2 separate regions of the Danio rerio genome follow, and region 1 is linked to region 2. Evidence: chromatin contacts called from public Micro-C data. All regions are on one chromosome and are shown on one strand. The core of a region is the stretch at or near the end of the contact, and the rest is flanking DNA. Distances in the headings are between cores, read along the strand shown. Region 1 holds the start of ndnf (neuron-derived neurotrophic factor). Region 2 has its middle 130 kb from the start of prdm5.

The links. Hi-C and Micro-C count contacts between places; a contact is called where the count stands out from the background.
Region 1: a Micro-C map of caudal fin shows a contact between it and region 2, with 2.7 times the contacts expected there. The contact joins the promoter of ndnf here to the enhancer-like site in region 2. A contact is called at or near these places in 2 of 18 Hi-C or Micro-C datasets (caudal fin and embryo).

Annotation. Positions count from the first base shown.
Region 1 is chr23:2,202,007-2,206,932 of GRCz12tu, forward strand. ndnf (neuron-derived neurotrophic factor) reads right to left here and starts at 3,001. Exons shown (of 4, transcript NM_001423783.1): 1 at 2,613-3,001.
Region 2 is chr23:2,025,760-2,030,289 of GRCz12tu, forward strand. No RefSeq gene overlaps it. Among named protein-coding and RNA genes, the nearest start is that of prdm5, 130 kb to the right of the region's middle. Within about 2 kb of position 3,277, at least 13 of the 62 cell types and tissues checked have an H3K27ac peak or open chromatin away from gene starts, as enhancers often do.

The DNA of each region.
Region 1 (4,926 bases), core at 1,751-4,250, 180 kb after region 2:
TCGACTTATGAGGAGTATAGATGCAAACACCTCTTAAGTGGCATCTTCTGCTAAAATAAGCACTCTCTAGTCTCATTTTAATTTCTTTAAGGGTGAAATAACTGAACATAAAACCAAACGCTTTTCTTAGAAGAATCGAAGCTATCTGAACTCTTCATATAATGAATGTTTATAGAGTTTCTTTAATACTTAACACTTTATTTAAAAGCCAAAAACTTGAGTGTTTATTGGAAAAACAGCATTTTCTTATTGCATATTGAATGATTATTTAGCTGTCAAGATAATAAAATGTATATTTTACCACCATTCAGCATGCATAATTCCTTGTTGAACTATTGATTACACACTGAAGGAGTTCTTATCACCAAAACTTTCCAAAAATTAATTCGACACTAAAGTGAAGTGACCTATTGCCAGTTCTCTTACATGGAAAACACACATAGAGTGGGTTTGCTCTTGTTTAAATCAGAGATTGTATTTAAATACGAGGGTTATATCTTGTTGGAGTTAACAAGAAGCTTTAATAAAGCTTTTCTTGAAAGCATTGTCAGGTAGTGTGGTTTGGCAATAGTTGATGCATCTCTTAAAGACAGGATTGGTACAATGAATATTTTAATACTCAAGTTTTATTTAAGAAATTGTGTCCTTAATGAGGTGGAAAGGATTCTGAATGATCCAACTTATTATTTTGTTCCCACATTATGAACTGCTTCACTCTGGCAGCAGGTATAGAGTCCCTAAGTGTAGGTTGAACCGATATAGGAAATCCTTTGTTGGCGTTTCAGTGGGTTTATTTAACAAGAGTTTATCTTAATTAGCATTATAATTTAACTATGGTATTTTCTATTGTTTGTTTAATGGAATGTCTGCAGCAATATGGGCCCATAATAAACTTTCTGTCAATAAAGTTTACTACTACTACACTGTATTAAATGCACGGTTCCACACAATTCTTTCATGTTGACCCAACACAAATCGATTAAGTTAACAAATTTATGTGGATTGAACATTAAGAAATTAAGTTGTCCCAATGAAATCTCAAGAATTGATAATTATACTTAAAATAAGTAGTTTGGACGAGCAATATATATATATATATATATATATATATATATATATATATATATATATATATATATATATATATATATATATATTTTTTTTTTTTTTTTTTTTTTTTTTTTTTGAGTATACAAAAAAAGTTTGATAGTTATTAAATGTTGCAAAGAATGCCTATTATAGAAACAGTATTAATTAGATTAATCATTACACTGAAAAAATGTATCTCTGCAAAACTGTTGCAAACAATTTATTTGTGATTAATTTAAACAAATTAAGTTTAATAAAATTCGACTCATTTGTTTGTTTAAATTCAGCCCAAATAAATTGTTTACAGCCACTTAACATAAAAAAAATCGTAAATCCAAGAAATCATCTCTGAATTTTTTTTTTCAGTGTATTTGCCTGTGCATGTTAAATGTTCATTTCTGGTTTAATTTATTACATCGCAGGTTGCTTGAATCTTTTGACCAAAATGCTCATATTTTCCCTTGAACACTCAAAAAAAAAAAAAAGATATATATATATGTGTGTGTGTGTGTAAACAAACAAAATAAAAATTATATATATATATATATATATATATATATATATATATATATATATATATATATATATATATATATATATATAATTTTTATTTTGTTTGTTTACACCTTATTTAAAATGAGCTGAAACAACACAATTCTTGAGATTTCATTGGGACAACTTATTTTTTTATGTTCAATCCACATTAATTTGTTAAAAGTGTTAAGATAACTTAATCGATTTGTGTTGGGTCAACATGAAAGAATTGTGTGGAACCTATACAATGTAAACTAAACCAAAGATTTGTATGAAAACAAAGGACGTATCAAACACTTCTGACTACTTAAATAAAACAAAAACATTTGTCATAATCTGTTCCTGTGAAATCCTTCATCTCCGAAGAGAAAAGCGCACAGTAACAGCGCAGAAATCAGCCCAAAAACATCGCGTCTCGCAGGTGCTTTTAAGCGCTACACTTTTGGAGAAGTTGCAACCAAACAGATATGAATGAAAGAAAGAAGAAAAAACTCTAAACATGCCATCCCCTTCATCCGAAACAGCACATTTAACACTGTGAAAGCCTGAAAAACAGACGCACAATTGAGAGGGCGAGGACGAGTTGTGATGAATTGACGGGAGCGCATGGGAACCGCGTCTCCCGACACAATAAATGTCCAAAAAAAACTCCCATCCAGCAGAGCAGCACACACCTCCTCCGACATCCAGGCGACTTTAAAGAGCCTGCGAGCTCGGGCTTGACGGAGAGCTGTTTGAAAATCTCCAACTTCCAGGAGTTTGCAGACCGCAAAAGCCCGTCGCTCTTGTTCTGGCAGTAGGTTCAAAGCGCGCGGAGAGTCCCGCTCCGGTTCCCCGTCAGTGCAGACTTTTTCCGACCCTTTCATGAGGCTTGAAAGCATTTGTAAAATGCAAAACAAAAGTGCAGGTACATCTCTGAACAAACCTGCAAACACATCTCCTAACCAAGACCCAAAAGACTCAAGAAAGCATAATCTAAAGTTCCTTACCTTGCTGTTCTGAGGTAAAATCCCTCCAGAGTGAAAGTGTCCTGACTGGAGTGATATGTCTATATCTGCTGTTCGTGTCGTCTCAAAACTTGTGTGAGATGAAGTTTGTTGAAGAAGTTCTGCTAGATTCCTTCGGACTCGCGGAGTTTGTCTCGTCCTGAAGTTGGTTTGCGTGTGTCTGTGTGTTGTTGGAGTGTATCCTGAGTGTTTGTCCTGCTGTTCTCTGTAGAGACTGAGAGAAGCAGTGAGATTCAGACTGCTGTGAAGTGTCTCTCTCTGAAGACCAGCCCACTCATCTGACACACACACACACACACACTCACGCACAGTCGTGCACGAGTCTACAGTCAACACGATGAAATCCTCGCTCTGACAAATGCTCGCCATTCATCCTGAGAGAAAGTTTTTAGATAAAACTGTCTGGATTTAAATCGACTCTTATTATAAATGTAAATGGATAGATTAATCAAAATGTTAAATGTATGATATATAGTGATAACTTTAAATATGTTGCAGCTGGAAGGGCGTCCGCTGCATAAAACATGTGCTGGATAAGTTGGCGGTTCATTCTGCTGTGGCGACTCTGGATTATTAAAGGGACTAAGCTGAAAAGAAAATGAATGAATGAATGAACTTTGAATACATATTTCAAAAAGTAGCTTTAAAACCTTAATAATAATAATAAAATACTGTTTAAAGTCGAACTGAATATGAAGTCAGAATATTTTGGCACTTAATTTATACTTTAAATTGCAAATATGTTTTAAAGCACTGTATAAACAAGTGTTTTTTTGTAATTTGAGTGCGAATTTTACAGATATACAAGGAGTATGTATATATGTATATATATATATATATATATATATATATATATATATATATATATATATATATATATATATATAAACACACTCTCAGAAATAAAGGTACACGAGCTGTTACTAGGGTGGAACCTTTTCAAAAGGTACACATTTGTACTTGAAGGGTTCATATTGGTACCTCTAAAGTATATATTAGTACCTACAAATTTTAAGTGGAACACTTTTGTACTTTTTAGCTACCAATATGTATTTATAATAATATTATATTATTATTTTTATATATATATATATATATATATATATATATATATATATATATATATATATATATATATATATATATATATATATATATATATATATCGTCACCTTAGAATTATAAGGTTCTATCTGACCAAAATTGTGTTTTTGACATATTCTTAAATGACAACTTATTTATTTTATGGGATTTTTTAAATAAGTTGTTTACATTTTAAGACGTTTTATTAAAAAAAAAATGTTAAACACATACTGTTTGCTATGCAATGCAAAAACTTTTGAAGCTCAATATCTTAAAATCATTCAACACCCAGCTACAACCTTATAATTCCAAGGTGACGATATATATATATATATATATATATATATATATATATATATATATATATATATATATATATATATATATATATATATATATATATATATATATATATATTTGTACAGACAGTATTTATACTTATTTTTATTTGCACAAACTAAACAGATGTACATCTGAATATATTTACAGACACAATCATACATGCAAGAACTGACTGATTTTTAGATGTGAAAGCATGTAAAAAAATAGCAAACTGATAATAATTGATAATAATATAGATTTTGCAGATGAAAATGTTAAAAAAAACTGTTGTGCAAAATAACACAAAACATGAATTGATCTGAATAAACACAGCCTTACGATTAAGAAAACAACTATGTACAAAATTATAACAAGTCAACTTAAAAGTTTCAAGTTACAATGAGTTTACCCACTTTTAAAGTTAACTAATCATAACTAAGCATGTGAAAGGTTATTTACTCACCTTCAAGTGGTTATAAACCTTTATGCGTTTCGTCATAATGTTAAACAAAAGAGAAGATATTTTGCAGCGGCACGGTGGCTGGTTGGTTAGCACTGGCGCCTCGCAGCAAGAAGGTCACTGGTTTGAGTCCTGACTGGGTCAGTGGGCATTTCTGTGTAGAGTCTCCCGTGGGTTTCCCCCACAGACCAACACATGCGCTATAGGTACGTTAAATAAACATATAGTGTATTGTGTGTGTATGAAGGAGTGTTTCCCAGTACTGGGTTGCAGCTGGAAGAGCATCTGCTGTGTAAAACATATGTTGGAATAGTTGACGGTTCATTCCACTGTGGTGACCTCTGAAAAATAAGGGACTAAGCCAAAGGAAAATGAATGAATGAAAATATTCAATTCAAGATTTCTTGTATACGCTGTAAAAAAAAATGCTGT
Region 2 (4,530 bases), core at 2,027-4,526:
AAGATGAAGGGGTTTTGCCCCCCACTTTTAGAACATAGAAATGAAAAAGACATGTGCAACTCAAACGATTGAAATTTGAACTTGATATCTCCAAAATGGAGCTTTCAGTATGTTTGTTTGGCCGATTACATCCAATTTCTTTCGGTGACCATACAAGGGCGCCCTCTTTGTTTTAATGAATATAAACCATATTTCATCTTGCTTTTGACATTATTAGATGTCTTTACTTTTATAAAACAAATAAACAAAATTGCCTAAAGCAACAAAAAAATCAACGCTAAATATCCAGCCTGATCTTATGAAGAAACCCAATTCCAAATTTGAACTTGATACTTCCAAAATGAGCTTTCAGTATGTTTGTTTGGCCGCAGTACCAAACATGACCACTAGATTACATCCAGCTTCCTTTGGTGACCATTAAAGGGCGTCCTCTTGGTTTTGATGAATATAAACCACATTTCTTCATACTTCTACTATTTACTTTTACTCTTAACTATTTTACGTTTTGTCAGTTTAATGGCTAATTCATACTATTTTGAGTTTGGTCATACGAAAATGTGGGACTTTTAAAAGGGGACATGGCACCAAATACCACACATAAACCAAACTAACATTGGGGGATTAGCAAATCATACTAAAATGTACAAGTAAGATTGTACAAATTCATACAAATTAGCCACTAAATCAAAAAGCTACAAATTAGCGTTATATAGCATAGCAATTATATTCCAAATTTGAACTTAATATCTCCAAAATGGAGCTTTCAGTATGTTTGTTTGGCCGCAGTACCAAACATGACCACTAGATTACATCTAGTTTCCTTTAGTGATCATACAATGGCGCCCTCTTGGTTTTGATGAATATAAACCATATTTCATCATACTTTTGACCTTATTTATAAACTAGACATACAATTCTAATGTAATATAAGACATTTTTGTGGAATTTGATTTGATTTTAGCCCCCAAAGGCTGACTTATACTTTCGCCACGTGCCACGTCAAGAACCTTTGCTGACTGTGTGCACACCTCACGAAATAGATGAGGCTTTTATACTTGACGCGTTCGCCATTGTGATATTTTAACGCCTTAATTGTTGCCTCCCGCTTAGAACATAGACATGAAAATGACATGTTCAACTTAAACGATTGCCGATCTTTAACACATATACAGTATTTAAGCTCTGTCTCATTTTAATGTAGATGTCTTTACTTTTATATATAAAAAAAACTAAACTAAATTGCCTAAAAATGACAACAACAAAAAAAATCAACGCTAAATATCCAGCCTGATCTTATGAGGAAACCCAGTTCCAAATTTGAACTTGATACTTCCAAAATGAGCTTTCAGTATGTTTGTTTGGCCGCAGTACCAAACATGACCACTAGATTACATCCAGCTTCCTTTGGTGACCATTAAAGGGTGCCCTCTTGGTTTTGATGAATATAAACCATATTTCTTCATACTTTTATTATTTACTTTTACTCTTAACTATTTTACGTTTTGTCAGTTTAATGGCTAATTCATACTATTTTGAGTTTGGTCATAGGAAAATGTGGGACTTTTAAAAGGGGACATGGCACCAAATACCACCCGTAAACCAAACTAACATTGGGGGATTAGCAAATCATACTAAAATGTACGAATGAGATTGTACAAATTCATACAAATTAGCCACTAAATCAAAAAGCTACAAATTAGCGTTATATAGCATTGCATTTATATTCCAAATTTGAACTTGTTATCCTGAAAATGGAGCTTTCAGTATGTTTGTTTGGCCGCAGTACCAAACATGACCACTAGATTACATCTAGTTTCCTTTGGTGGCCATACAAGGGCGTCCTCTTGGTTTTGATGAATATAAACCATATTTCATCATACTTTTGACCTTATTTGTAAACTAGACATACAATTCTAATGTAATATAAGACATTTTTGTGGAATTTGATTTGATTTTAGCCCCCAAAGGCTGACTTATACTTTCGCCACGTGCCACGTCACAAACCTCTGCCGACTGTGTGCACACCTCACGAAATAGATGAGGCTTTTATACTTGACGCGTTCGCCATTGATATTTTAACGCCTTAATTGTTGCCTCCCACTTTTAGAACATAGACATGAAAATGACATGTTCAACTTAAACGATTGCCGATCATAAATGCATATACAGTATTTAAGCTCTGTCTCATTTTAAAGTAGATGTGTTTTCTTTTATGATAAAAAACTAAACAAAATTGCTTAAAATTGACAACAACAAAAAAAAAATTGACGCTAAATATCCGGCCTGATCTTATGAGGAAACCTAATTCCAAATTTGAACTTGATACTTCCAAAATGAGCTTTCAGTATGTTTGTTTGGCCGCAGTACCAAACATGACCACTAGATTACATCCAGTTTCCTTTGGTGACCATTAAAGGGCGTCCTCTTGGTTTTGATGAATATAAACCACATTTCTTCATACTTTTGACCTTATTTGTAAACTAGACATACAATTCTAATGTGATATAAGACATATAAGAAGGCGTTCGCCTTTAACGCCTTAATTGTTGCCTCCCGCTTTTACAACATAGACATGAAAATGACATGTTCAACTTAAACGATTGCCGATCTTTAACACATATACAGTATTTAAGCTCTGTCTCATTTTAAAGAATATATCCTTATGTTTCCGAAAAAATAAAACGAAATTGCCTGAAATTGACAAAACAAAAAAAACATCTAAGCTAAATATTCAGCCTGATCTCACGAGGAAACGTAACTATTTTACGTTTTTTCAGTTTAATGGCTAATTCATACTAATTTGTGTTCAGTCACACAAGCATGTGCACTAAACACCCCCCTTAAACCAAACTGTCATTGGGAGATTAGCAAATAGTACCAAAATGTACGCAAGAGATCGTACAAACTCATACACATTAGCCACTAAATCAAAAAAGCTACAAATTAGCGTGATATAGCGTTGAAATATCTGAACAAATTATATTCCAAATGTAAAGTTGTAATAAGGTAGTGATGTCCCTGCAATTCACAAAAACAAACCTGTGTGTGTGTGTGTGTATCGTGGCAATGCGAACTGAAATGTTTGATCATCACATGCTCACAGGAGAAGAGAAGCACTGAGAGACGTTTCCGCTGGTTGAGAATCACCTGTCCTGTCCAGTGTTTGAGCAGATGCAGGTTATAAAGCGATCTGTTCTCAGTAGGCAAAGAGAGAACATCCTCATGGGCGTATGTGTGAGTGTTTGGCTCTGCTTGAGGGGTGTAGCCTTGGGACACGAACAGACCCAGCCACACACACAAGAGAAAACGAGAAATGTGTGTGCGCACAAAACTCCGATGGCCACATATGAGTTGTGGTTTCCTGTCTGACAGATATGTGTTGTGGTATATTAGTGCAGCACCAAGTATGCACCGACACCAAGGCCATTGAGTTTGTGGCCTGACTTTGTGTTTCCACGTGCATGTGTGTGGTCCGGCAGGTTCAGTGTGACTAATTGAGGGGTCTCAGACAAGTACTCGGGCCCCCTCCCCATGCAGAAACACACATGTACACATACACTAGAGGGTATTATCTCAGAATCCATCCGTCAAGGGGAAGATGGTTATGCACAGAAATAGCAACTAGGAATGACAAAGAAACTCTGTGAGAGAAAATGTAATTTTAATAATAATAATAATAATATATATATATATTATATATATATATATAATTCATATATATATGACACTCCCGTTTCTCCTGGGAGTCTCCCGTATTTCAGACCAATCTCCCGCAACCATCCTGTTTATTTATTTTTTTGGCACAGTCTGTAACAGCCCCTGGGTCAACTTTGGTACAGTACAGAATCTGATTGCAGCAGCCGCCCAACACCTGGTGCATAATACAATTACTAACACCACAGTACTGTTGCTTTCCTATCCCGGTTCTCAACCGTGTTAATCAGAGATTAAGTCTCCTGACTTTTCTGAGACAAATGTTGGCAGGTATGCCCTACACTTCAGAACGCAGCAGCACGAGTGGTCTTTAATGAACCTAAAAGAGCACACGTCACTCCGCTGCTCATCCGTTTGCACTGGCTGCCAGTTGCTGCTCGCATCAAATTCAAAGCTCTGATGTTTGCCTACAAAGCGACTTCTGGATTTGCTCCTTCTTATCTGCTCTCACTTCTGCAGATCTATGTGCCCTCCAGAAACTTGCGTTCTGTGAATGAACGTCGCCTCGTGGTTTCATCCCAAAGAGGGAAGAAATCACTTTCCCGAACTCTCGCATTCAATCTGCCCAGTTGGTGGAATGAACTCCCTAACTGCATCAGAACGGCAGACTCACTCGCTATTTCAAGAAACGACTAAAAACCCAACTATTTAGTCTCCACTTCCCTTCCTAATCTAAAATTGCCTCTCTGACTCCACCGCTAACTGTAATACAAAAAAAAAACTTACCTTACTAATGTTTTGCTTCTTACACTTTACACACCTGAAACTCGCCTGCAGCACTTCTTCATTGTTGCTCTTATAGTTGTGTAAATTGCT